Regions from separate parts of the Macaca mulatta genome. Here region 1 is linked to region 2. The links are chromatin contacts, called in public Hi-C maps. All regions are on one chromosome and are shown on one strand. The core of a region is the stretch at or near the end of the contact, and the rest is flanking DNA. Distances in the headings are between cores, read along the strand shown.

Region 1 (5,127 bases), core at 258-2,757, 76 kb after region 2:
CCATCGGATTTCTGAAGGCAAAAGAGAGAAATCTGCCATGCAGAGAGCCCTCCCTGGAGTCCTCGGGGCTCATGTCCACTGAACACAGCTCCTGGGATGGCCCTGGGCCTCCCCCACTCCTCCACAGCCCTGAGAATTTGTGCTGTCTTCCCAGGCAGGAAGACTGAGGGGAGAGGAAGAGGCGGGGACGCTGGCAGGGGCGCCAGGGCCGGGGCGATCTCTCCCAACTCAGGCCCAACTCTGGCCTTTCCAGGGGTACATTCCCCACCTTCTCAGTATTTCTGCCAACCCACTGCCCAACTCATTAAGAAAATGCAAAAGATAATAAAACTCTTCACCCTTAAAAAATGGCTTTTAACCTTTCAGCTCAATACCTTCCTGATGCTTCACTTTGCATGTTAACATTATTTTAAAATCATGGTTGAACCGATTTCTGAGGCCCAGGCCACTCTTCTAAGTGCTGCGTGGGTATGAGCTCATGTGAGGCTGCCCTAGGCCTGCCGGGGCCATTCCCATCTTACAGAGGAGGGGCCAGAGGTGCAGAGAGGCGGGGTAACCTGCCCAGGCCACAGAGCTGGGACAGATGGAGCTGGGGCCCCTTTCCAGGCCAGCCCTGTCCAGTCTCTGCATCACAGGGCCCTGCAGGAGAAAGCTGTTGGGGACTGGGCTCTCTTTTCACTAAATTTTAAAATCAGAACATTTCTCCTGATCATTGCGTTCTTTCTCACATTCCATGTTACTGGTCATGTTCTAAAAGATGAAGAGTGACCTTGGAGTGGAACCTGTCTGGGGTCATCTGCTGACTGTGGAGTCATCCTTGGATGATATGATTTATCCTGTGCTTCAGAAATCATTCCCTCCCCACACCCTCTCCTAAGACTTTGTATTTAAACAAAGTAAATCTTACAGAAAGTCCAACAAAGCGCTGTAAACAAAATACCTGATTGCCCCAATCATCCTTTAGTTCAATTCTCCCAGTTCCTGAGCTCAGGAATGGCGAGAAGCACACAGAGGGAGCACCCTCTCAGGGCGGGGAGCACCAACCTGGCCATGACTTTCAGTGGACAGTCTCAGCAGGGGGCCTGGGCTGTGGCAGGTGGGGAAGGTTGCCCATTCAGAAACAGCAGTGGGGCAACCACACAGCAGGGCAAGTAGCGTGGCTGGGAGTGGGGATAGCAGGGAAGCCAGAGGGAAGGAAGTCTGGGGTTGGGGCTGGGGCAGAGGGAGGCCAGGGCTGAGGCCCAGCAGGACCACCAGACAGGAAGGGGCCGGAGAGACCCGGGCGGACTGAGTGGGCAGCGGTACCTGATCTGTGGATTCATGTTCAGCCTCTTAGATACGCTTGTCCCAGTCCCGCTCTTTTTTTTGAAGCGCTGTGGTTTCACTTCCTGCTTACAGCGCCCTTGCAGTTGGGCAGCCCTCCTTAAAATGACCTCCCAGCCAGGCACGGTGGCTCACGCCTGTAATCCCAGCACTTTGGGAGGCTGAGGCAGGCGGATCACGAGGTCAGGAGTTCCAGACCAGCCTGACCAAAATGCAGAAACCCCGTCTCTACTAAAAATACAAAAATTAGCCGGGTGTGGTGGTGGGCACCTGCAATCCCAGCTACTCGGGAGGCTCGCTTGAACCCGGGAGGCGGAGGTTGCAGTGAGTCGAGATCGTGCCACTGTACTCCAGCCTCGGTGAGAGAGGGAGACTCTGTCTCAAAAAAAAGTGACCTCCCAAGGCCTTGTGAGTCTTGGCCCCTCCCCCTTCCTGTTCTGGCGCTGGTGTGGGAGGCCATGGGATGCTTATCTTACTCAGTCTTTCACCCTGTTTCTGGTTTTCTCTGGGGCCCTCCCCTGTGTAGAGGGACCTGTGACAAAGACAGGCTGCTCCTTGAGGCAGGACCCAAGGCCATTGCAAAGTGAAAGAGAAAGTCATTGCAGCCAGAGGCCTGGAGGTGGGTCCACACCAGGCTGAGCCAGCAGAGCAGAGGCCCCTCCCCTGGTGGTCCCGCCCAGCTGGAGCCTCCTCTCCACCATCAAGACAGACAGGCTGATGCCTCTGCAGGGACTCCCAGATCCTGCCCTCAGGTATCAACCCAGAGACACCCCCCACCCAGCAGCCATGGGGACAGGGAGGGAGAGTGAAGGGCATGGCGTCTACCTCCCCCCAGGCCTTCACACTAGGAGGCCACCATGGGAGTGGGGGACAGCAGGTGGGTGTGGGCCTCAGATGTCCCACCAAGATGTCATGTGCGCCCCCAAACTGAGCTCTTTCCTTCCTGCTTCTCCTCCTTCCCCATCTCCGGCCCGGAGTTGCTCCCTGGTAGAATGAACTTTTGCCCTCTCTTGTCCCCATGTCATGGAAGGGCAGCGGCTGGTGTCCCACGCCAGCCTGTCTGGGGACTCCCTGTGGGTCTCACAGCTCCCTTCCCCTGGTAGCGTGCTCCCATGGTGCAGAGACCTAAAAATTATACAAGGTATACATTTACAAAGAACACTTTATTTCTTGATAAGGGTGATAGCCTGCAAGGTGGCCATCCTACAGCCTGGGAAAAGCAGCCTCTGGGAAACACCAGAGACAGACATTTAGAAGCAGGAGGGGTTGGGGCAGGAGCTTTATGCTGAAGAGGTTGGCTAAACATACATATTCAACAGGCTACAGGAGGAGCTATGAATATTCATGTAGGTGGTTGCAGTCCAGGCTTATCAAACAAATATGCATGTAACATATGATCCCAGGCGGGCAGTGGCTCACACCTGTAATCCCAGCACTTGGGGAGGCCAAGACAGGCAGATCACCTGCGGTCAGGAGTTCGAGAGCAAGCATGGCCAACATGGTGAGATCCCTTCTCTACTAAAACTACAAAATTAATCAGGTGTGGTGACGCATGCCTTTAGTCCCAGGTACTTGGGAGGCTGAAGCAGAAGAATCGCTTGAACTCGGGAGGCAGAGGTTGCAGTGAGCCGAGATCGTGCCATTGCACTCCAGCCTGGACAACAAGAGCAAAACTCTGTCTCAAAGAAAAAAAAAAAAAGGTTGATATTTGATATTTGGAGGCAGAGAGACCCCAGAGGTGCAGGTGCATAGAGGAAAAGCCACAGAGGACACGGCTGGGAGACTCCCTGCCAGCCAGGAGAATTGACCTCAGAGAAAACAACTCCACCCAACCCTCGAACTTGGACCTGCAGCCTCCAGATCTGCGAGAAAATAAATGCCCGCCGTGTGGACACCTGGCCCGGGGCATCTTCTATGGAGGCCACGGCATGAAGGGGTCATTTTTATAGAGTCTCATTCTCTAATAACTTACATCTGCCTTGAAAATGTCAAGTCAAATTTAAAGTGTGGAGAAGAGCCTCTAAATTTCATATTTCATTAGCAAAGAAAGAATTGTAATTTGGGACATACACGCAGTCCGGATGGTGTTCACCATGTCGGGAGAACAAAGAGATGGCAATTATAGGAGGAGAAATGTTCTCTTGCCCTTTGGGAAAGCCCGTGGGCACTAGGAAGGGTTGGGAGCTGGGAGGTTCCATTGCTGAGTTGCTGCTTTTGGAGCAAGGAGTCCAAGACTTACAGCCATTTATCGCAGAAGCTATGGATAAAGCTGGTTTCAGGGTACAATGCACAGTTTCAGGAGTCAGGCTTGCACAGAAGTCCATTTCGGGAGCAATGGCGTGTGGCCTGATTGCTTTTCCTCCCTGGCCCCTGGCCTCTGTTTTAGCCGGGTATGACATGAATGACCCAATTCGTAGGATGAAATTTACAAAGGATGTTTCTCAAAACTTCTGGTATTCAATTTACATATATTCACACCCATTTAGGTTGAGTTTATTTATTGATTTATTTTCAGGCAGGGTCTCGATCTACTCTGCCCAGACCGGAGTTCAGTGGTGCGATCTCTGTTCACTCCAGCCTCCACCTCCAGGGCTCAAGTAATCCTCCCACTTCAGCCTTCCAAGTAGCTTGGACTACAGGTGCATGCCACCACATCTAGCTTTTTTTTTTTTTTTTTTTTGGTAGAGATGGGGCTTTGTCATGTGACCCAGGCTGGTCTTGAACTCCTGGGCTCAAGCGATTCTCCCACCTTTGCCTCCTAAAGTGCTGGGGGATTACAGGCGTGAGTCACCATGCCCAGCCTAGGTTGAGTTTAGTAAGATTTGGTTATGCTGGGGAGATGGGAAGAGCCAGGTTAGGGGCACGCAGGCTGGAGGAATGGGGTCTGAGGGGGTGGATGGGTAGCCATGGAGGCAGAAAGGGGCCTCTGAAGGAAGAGCCTGGGAGAGCGGGGAGGAGGCGGTGAGGCAGGGGAGCACAGTAGAATGGCCCTGAGGGCAGGAGGGGCTCAGGATGACCAGGCAGAAACAGAGCTGGTCCAGGGTGGAGGGGAGGCCCGTGCAGCATGAGCAGGAGGCTAGAGGAGACAGACCATGAGGCCCGGGGAGACCCCTCACTGAAGAATCTCCCGTAGGCGTCTTTTCAGAAATCGAAAGCTGGTTTTTAGTCCCTTCCAAGGCTTGAATGGCTCACCATCATCGTACACAAACTTTTCCCAACAATATTTAAAATCTGAGAAAAAACGAGGAGAAAGCAGTGAGGACCCAGCAGGCCTCTCACCAGGCCCTGGGCCCTCCCCTCCCAGGCCAGGTCTCCTGACTGCCAGTTGCAGTGGACACCAGCTCCGTCCCCACAGACTCCCAGGGGACACTGCCCCGCCCCACGGCATTGGAGACCCACCTGCCCCTCATGCTGTCCCTCCCGAACCCGCTTACCTCAGCCACCCCACATCTCACCTTCGTAGTCCATAATCTTCACAGAGACTCCTTTCTCACTCAGGCTGCGGAGCCCCTGCTGGTAATTCGGATACTGGGAGTAGTAGAGGCGGGCGGTATAGATGGTGAGCATCACATTGTTGTGCCTGGCCAGGAACTTGGCCACCTCCCCTGCACAATCTAGGCAAGGGCTCCAAGATGTGTACCAGGTGACCTGGTAGTCTGTGTTAGGAGACAGTATGTCCTCGCAGAACCAGGAGAGGAAGCACCTTTCTGCATGGCAATGGGTCTCAAGATCGACCTGGGGAAGGAGGAGGAGGACAGCAGGGGAGCTCAGACCAGGAGCAGGAGAAGTGCAGGGGTGAGGCAA
Region 2 (5,237 bases), core at 1,847-4,346:
GCTGGTAACACAAGAGGGCCTTCCTCGGGTAGTAAGGCTTGTTGACACGGTGCTTGTTGTTAAACTGTAAGCTGAATGTTTTGGCTGTTAGCAGAGCCATCGTGTTTCTGTGCAACAGAAAGGGAAAACGAAAGATGCAGGGGGCGTCATCTGGAGTCACCCCAGCTCAAGCCACTTTTCAAACCCAACTCTTTTTTGTTTTTTGAGACGGAGTTTCCCTCTGTCGCCCAGGCGGGAGTGCAGTGGCACGATCTTGGCTCACTACAACCACCGCCTTCCAAGTTCAAGTGATTCTCCTGCCTCAGCCTCCCAAGTAGCTGGGATTAGAGATGCCCACCACCACACCCAGCTAATTTTTGTATTTTTAGTAGATACTGGGTTTTACCATGTTGGCCAGGCTGGTCTCGAACTCCTGAACTCAGGTGATCCACCCACCTTGGTCTCCCAAAGTGTTGGGATTACAGGCGTGAGCCACTGCGGCCAGCCAAACACAACTCTTTCTGTTCACTTGGACCCCTCTCCTTGGTGAGGGAGGGTCTCCCCTTTAGTTGTTGGCCAGGAGGACTGCAGTGGAGGAGGGGGAGGAAGCGCTGGCAAGAGGGCAGGAGGAGGGGAGTGCTTCTTCCCACCTTGTCTGCTACTTCCCATCCTCCCACCTGGGAGGGCACCCGCTGCTGCCCACAGCTGAGGCTCTTTGTATGGGACTGCCCTGACCTCATCACTATTCTGCCTGGGTTGGGTGGGGATCCCCTGCCTGAGAACTGTGGGTGTGCCTTTCTGGCTCCACTGAGCTCAGACCTTCTCTGAGCTGCTCACACGCCTCTCGCCTGAGTCCCAGATCCCTCTTTCCAGCTGCAGTTGGACACCCCCTCCTTGAGGTCCACAGGCCTCTCGACCCCTACATGTCCAATACCAGAACCCTTCTTCTTGGGGAGTGACGGGGTGGAGACTGGAGCTTCCTCTAACACTGTGCTCTTTGCTTAGGTGTGTGTTTCACAATTTTGTCTGCACAAAACACAGAGTTGGGTGAACAGGAAAAGCTGTTGTCACCAAGGGAGTGTTGTGACAGATATTTGGCTGAAGGAGTTACATTGATTTTGCTCTGCTGAATTGTGATTACATTCTACAGAGGATTCAATTTTGGATTTTGCTTTTATTTTATTTCATTTTATTTATTTATTTTTTTGAGACAGAGTCTCACTCTGTCGCCCAGGCTGGAGTGCAATGGTGCAATCTCGGCCCACTGCAACCTCTACCTACCCAGTTCAAGCGATTCTCCCACCTCAACCTCCCAAGTAGCTGGGATTACAGGCACTCTCCTTCATGCCTGGCTAGTTTTTGTATTTTTGTAGAGATGGAGTTTTACCATGTTGGCCAGGCTGGTCTTGAACTCCTTTGACCTCAGGTGATCCACCCACCTCGGCCTCCCAAAGTGCTGGGATTATAGGCGTGAGCCACCATGCCCGGCCAGGATTGTGACCCGTGCTGTCTCCCTGAGGGCCTGAGCGCCCTCTCTTTGGCCTCTCTGATTGGTCATTGCCCTTCTACTTTCTATTCTGCTTTCTGGAAGACTCCTGAGAATTTCAAGCCTCCAAGTCCTGAGAATTTCTGCAGCTTTCCCAAGCAGGAGGACCAGGGAGAGGGGAAGAGAAGATGCTGGCAGGGGCAGCAGGGCCAGGGTGACCTCTCCCAGCTCAGGGCACCAGCCCTGGTCTTTCCAGGGACAGATCCCCCATCCTCGCAGTATTTCTGCCAACTATCCTCCAACCCATTAAAAATAAGAAAAGTGAATAAAATTCTCCACTTCAAAATAAGAGCTCTTACTATTTCAGTTCAGTTAATTCCTGGCATTTTACTATTCATGTTATTTTTTTATTTTATTTTATTTTTTTAGTTTTGGTAGATAAGGAGTCTCCCTATATTGACCAGGCTGCTTTGGAACTCCCGGCCTCTAGTGATGATCCTCCTCTCTCAGCTTCGCAAAGTGTTGGGATTACAGGCATGAGCCATTGTGCCTGGCCAGGCAGGAGAATGGGGTGAACTCGGGAGGCGGAGCTTGCGGTGAGCTGAGATGACTCTCCAGCCTGGGAGACAGACAGAGATTCCGTCTCAAAAAAAAAAAAAAAAAAAAAATTCAGAGTAGCACCTCCATCCCCCAGGCCCAGGCCCTCTTCTAAGTGCTGAGAGAATCTGAACTCATGTGAGGCTGCCCTAGGGCTGCAGGGGCCATTCCCATCTTACAGAGGAGGGGCCAGAGGCGCAGAGAGGCGGGGTAACCCGCCCAGGCCACAGAGCTGGGGACAGATGGAGCTAGGGCCCCTTTCCAGGCCAGCCCTGTCCAGCCTCTGCATCACGGGGCCCTGCAGGAGGGAGCCGTTGGGGACCAGGCTCTCTTCTTACTAAATTTTAAAATAAAAGCATTTCTCCTGATCATTAAGTTTTTCCCTATATTCCATGTTACTGGTGTCATTATAAATGGTGAATGCTGATCGTGGAGGAGGAGCGTGTGTTCGGGGTCATCTGCGTCCTCCTCTGCCCACAGTGGAGACATCCTTGGAAAACAAGATTTACCTTGTGCTTCAGAGACCATTCCCTCCCCACACCTTCTCCTAAGACTCTGTATTGAAACAAAGTAAATCTTACAGAAAGTTCATCAAAGCGCTCTGAACAAAATTCCAGATTGCTCCTGTCATCCTTTAGTTCGGTTCTCCCAGTTCCAGAACCCAGGAATGGCAGGAAGCACACAGAGGGAGCACCCTCCCAAGGTGGGGAGCATCAGCCCAGCCATGACTTTTAGGGGAGAGTCTCAGCAGGGGACCTGGACTGGGGCAGGTAGGGGAGGCAGCCCATTCAGAAGCAGCAGTGGGGCGACCACACAGCAGGGCAAAGAGCCTGGGTGGGAGTGGGGGCGGCAGGGGAGTCAGAGGGGAAGGAGCCCAGGGATGGGATTGGGGCAGCGGGAGGCCAGGGCTGAGGCCCAGAAGGGCTGCCAGGCAGGAAGGGGCAGCAGAGGACCCAGTGGACAGAGGGGGCAGCGGTACCTGATCTGTGCTTCTGGCCACAGCTTCCTTAGCAGGCTTGCCCCTGCTTGTCTGGGGCACTAAGTTTCACTTTTGTTTCCAGGCAGCTCTCCCAAAAGTCACCTCTCAGGGCTTGATGAGGGTGGCTCCACCCTCTCCCTTTTTTGGGGACTGGAGTGGGAGGGCCCTGGGTGCTTCAGATCCCTCAGGCTCCTTCCTTTATCTATGTTCCTCAGGCTTGGCAGGGGAAGTCTGAGGGAGATGCCTCACCTCCCATCCTCCCATCCCCAATTCCCTCCCCAGGTACAGCCAGACTCAATTCCCTCCCCAGGTACAGTTTACAAAGGAGCAAAGGCTGGATGCAGTGGCTCACACCTGTAATCCCAACATTTGGGCGGCTGAGGTGGGCAAATCACGAGGTAAGGAGATGAAGACCATCCTGGCCAACATGGTGAAACCCCGTCTCTACTAAAATACAAAAAATTAGCCAGGCGTGGTGGTGGGCGCCTGTAGTTCCAGCTACTTGGGAGGCTGAGGCAGGGAAATCACTTGAACCTGGGAGGCAGAGGTTGCAGTGAGTCGAGATCGCACCACTGCACTCCAGCCTGGTGACAGAACCAGACACTGAAAAAAAAGAGAGAGAGAAAGGAAGGAAGGAGGGAGGGAGGGAGGGAGGGAGGGAGAGAGGGAGAAAAGGAAGGGAGGAAGGGAGGGAGGGAGGGAGGGAGGGATGAAGGAAGGAAGGAAGGAAGGAAGGAAGGAAGGAAGGAAGGAAGGAAGGAAGGAAGGAATTGATGACTGGTCATGGTGCCTGTTATCCCAGCACTTTGGGAGTGCTGGGAGTGAGGCAGGTGGATCACCCGAAGTCAGGAGTTCGAGACCAACCTGGCCAACTGCACTCCAGCCTGGGCAATAGGAGCGAGACTCCGTCTCAAAAAATGAAGTATAATAAACGAAAGGAATAGAAGCCACAGAGAGGAACAGGGATCCAGACCAGGACTGAGACCACAGGCCAGATGTCATTCCCCTGGTGGGCAGGGCAGGCTGCAGCCCCCTCCCCACCACCCCACTGACCTTTGTCATTCAGCCTCCTGGCAGGACCCTGAGCCTGATGTGAAATGAGCACTGGGGTCAGGGCTCAGGACTGCATCTCCAGCGGATCCAGTGCCCATTACCTTGCCCAGTCCCCAGATAGTACTGGGAGGGGAGAACCGTGATCCTGACAGTCAGAGGAGGTCCCAAGCACAGAGAGGCTAAGATACTGTCCCCAGGTCACACAGCAAATCAACAGCAGAGCTGGAGGGCTGGCCAGGGCTTCCTGTGTCCCTCCTCCCCCACAGCTACCTGCTTTGAGGTTCTTCATTGCTCCATGGAAAGAGGAGGAGAGGAGACACGAGGAAGGGGACTTACTGCTCCTAAAGGGCCTCCCAGGTTAGAGATGAAGGACCTGGACTTCACATTTGCATTCTGGAACCCGTGTTCTCATCTTCATGCATATCAACCAACACCCTTCAGATCATAAACACCAAAGAGCCAGGCCAGGTGCCGTGGCTCATGCCTATAATCCCAGCATTTCAGGAGGCTGAGGCAGGCTGATGACCTGAGGTCAGGAGTTCGAGACCAGCCTGGGCAACATGGCGAAACCTTGTCTCTACTAAAAATACAAAAATTAGCCAGGCGTGGTGGCGGACACCTGTAATCCTAGCTACTCGGGAGTCTGAAGTAGGGGAATCATCTGAACCTAGGAGGCAGAGGTTGCAGCGAGCCAAGACTGTGCCACTTCACTCCAGCCTGGGTGGCAAGATCAAAACTCCATCTAAAAAAAAGAAAAAGAAAAGAGAAAGAAAAACTAAAGAGCCCCAAGGAAAGTTGAATCCCAAGGGCGAGGACTAGGGGCAGTCACTGCAGAGTCTAGGTTCCACACCAAGGAGTCCCACTGAATCTTGCCCAGCTTGTCCCTCCATGTCCTCCCGCCCTGCACACCCCGACAGCCCCCTAGACCCTGCATGGCCCCTGGGGTCACAGGAGCTTGGGTGGGAATTTAGAAGGTTCCTGGGAATGGCATCCCCTCCACCCTATCTGTCCTAATGTTGGGGCTACAGTCCATGGAGGATTCCAGAATAAGCGGGGTCCTGCCAGAAGCGACATCAGATCTGCACTCTGTAGTGCTGGTTAATCAGAGAGCTGAGTCTCCCAGGCTGAGAAGCAGGGAGGATG

Evidence for each region. A called contact is a pair of places that touch in the nucleus more often than the background predicts.
Region 1: a Hi-C map of fetal cortical plate shows a contact between it and region 2, with 2.0 times the contacts expected there. The contact joins the promoter of APOBEC3D here to the promoter of APOBEC3H in region 2. A contact is called at or near these places in 3 of 14 Hi-C or Micro-C datasets (CD4 T cells, blood and fetal cortical plate).

The regions. Positions count from the first base shown.
Region 1 is chr10:12,539,454-12,544,580 of T2T-MMU8v2.0, forward strand. APOBEC3D (apolipoprotein B mRNA editing enzyme catalytic subunit 3D) reads right to left here and starts at 1,508. Exons shown (of 7, transcript NM_001346002.1): 1 at 1,306-1,508; 2 at 1-11. The coding sequence starts at 1,322. It overlaps LOC144331706 (a long non-coding RNA gene), which reads left to right and starts at 2,002. Exons shown (of 3, transcript XR_013399075.1): 1 at 2,002-2,075. APOBEC3C (apolipoprotein B mRNA editing enzyme catalytic subunit 3C) reads right to left here. Exons shown (of 4, transcript NM_001114359.2): 3 at 4,779-5,058; 4 at 3,987-4,554. The coding sequence ends at 4,436.
Region 2 is chr10:12,461,793-12,467,029 of T2T-MMU8v2.0, forward strand. It overlaps APOBEC3H (apolipoprotein B mRNA editing enzyme catalytic subunit 3H), which reads right to left and starts at 3,097. Exons shown (of 5, transcript NM_001345935.1): 1 at 3,042-3,097; 2 at 1-107. The coding sequence starts at 100.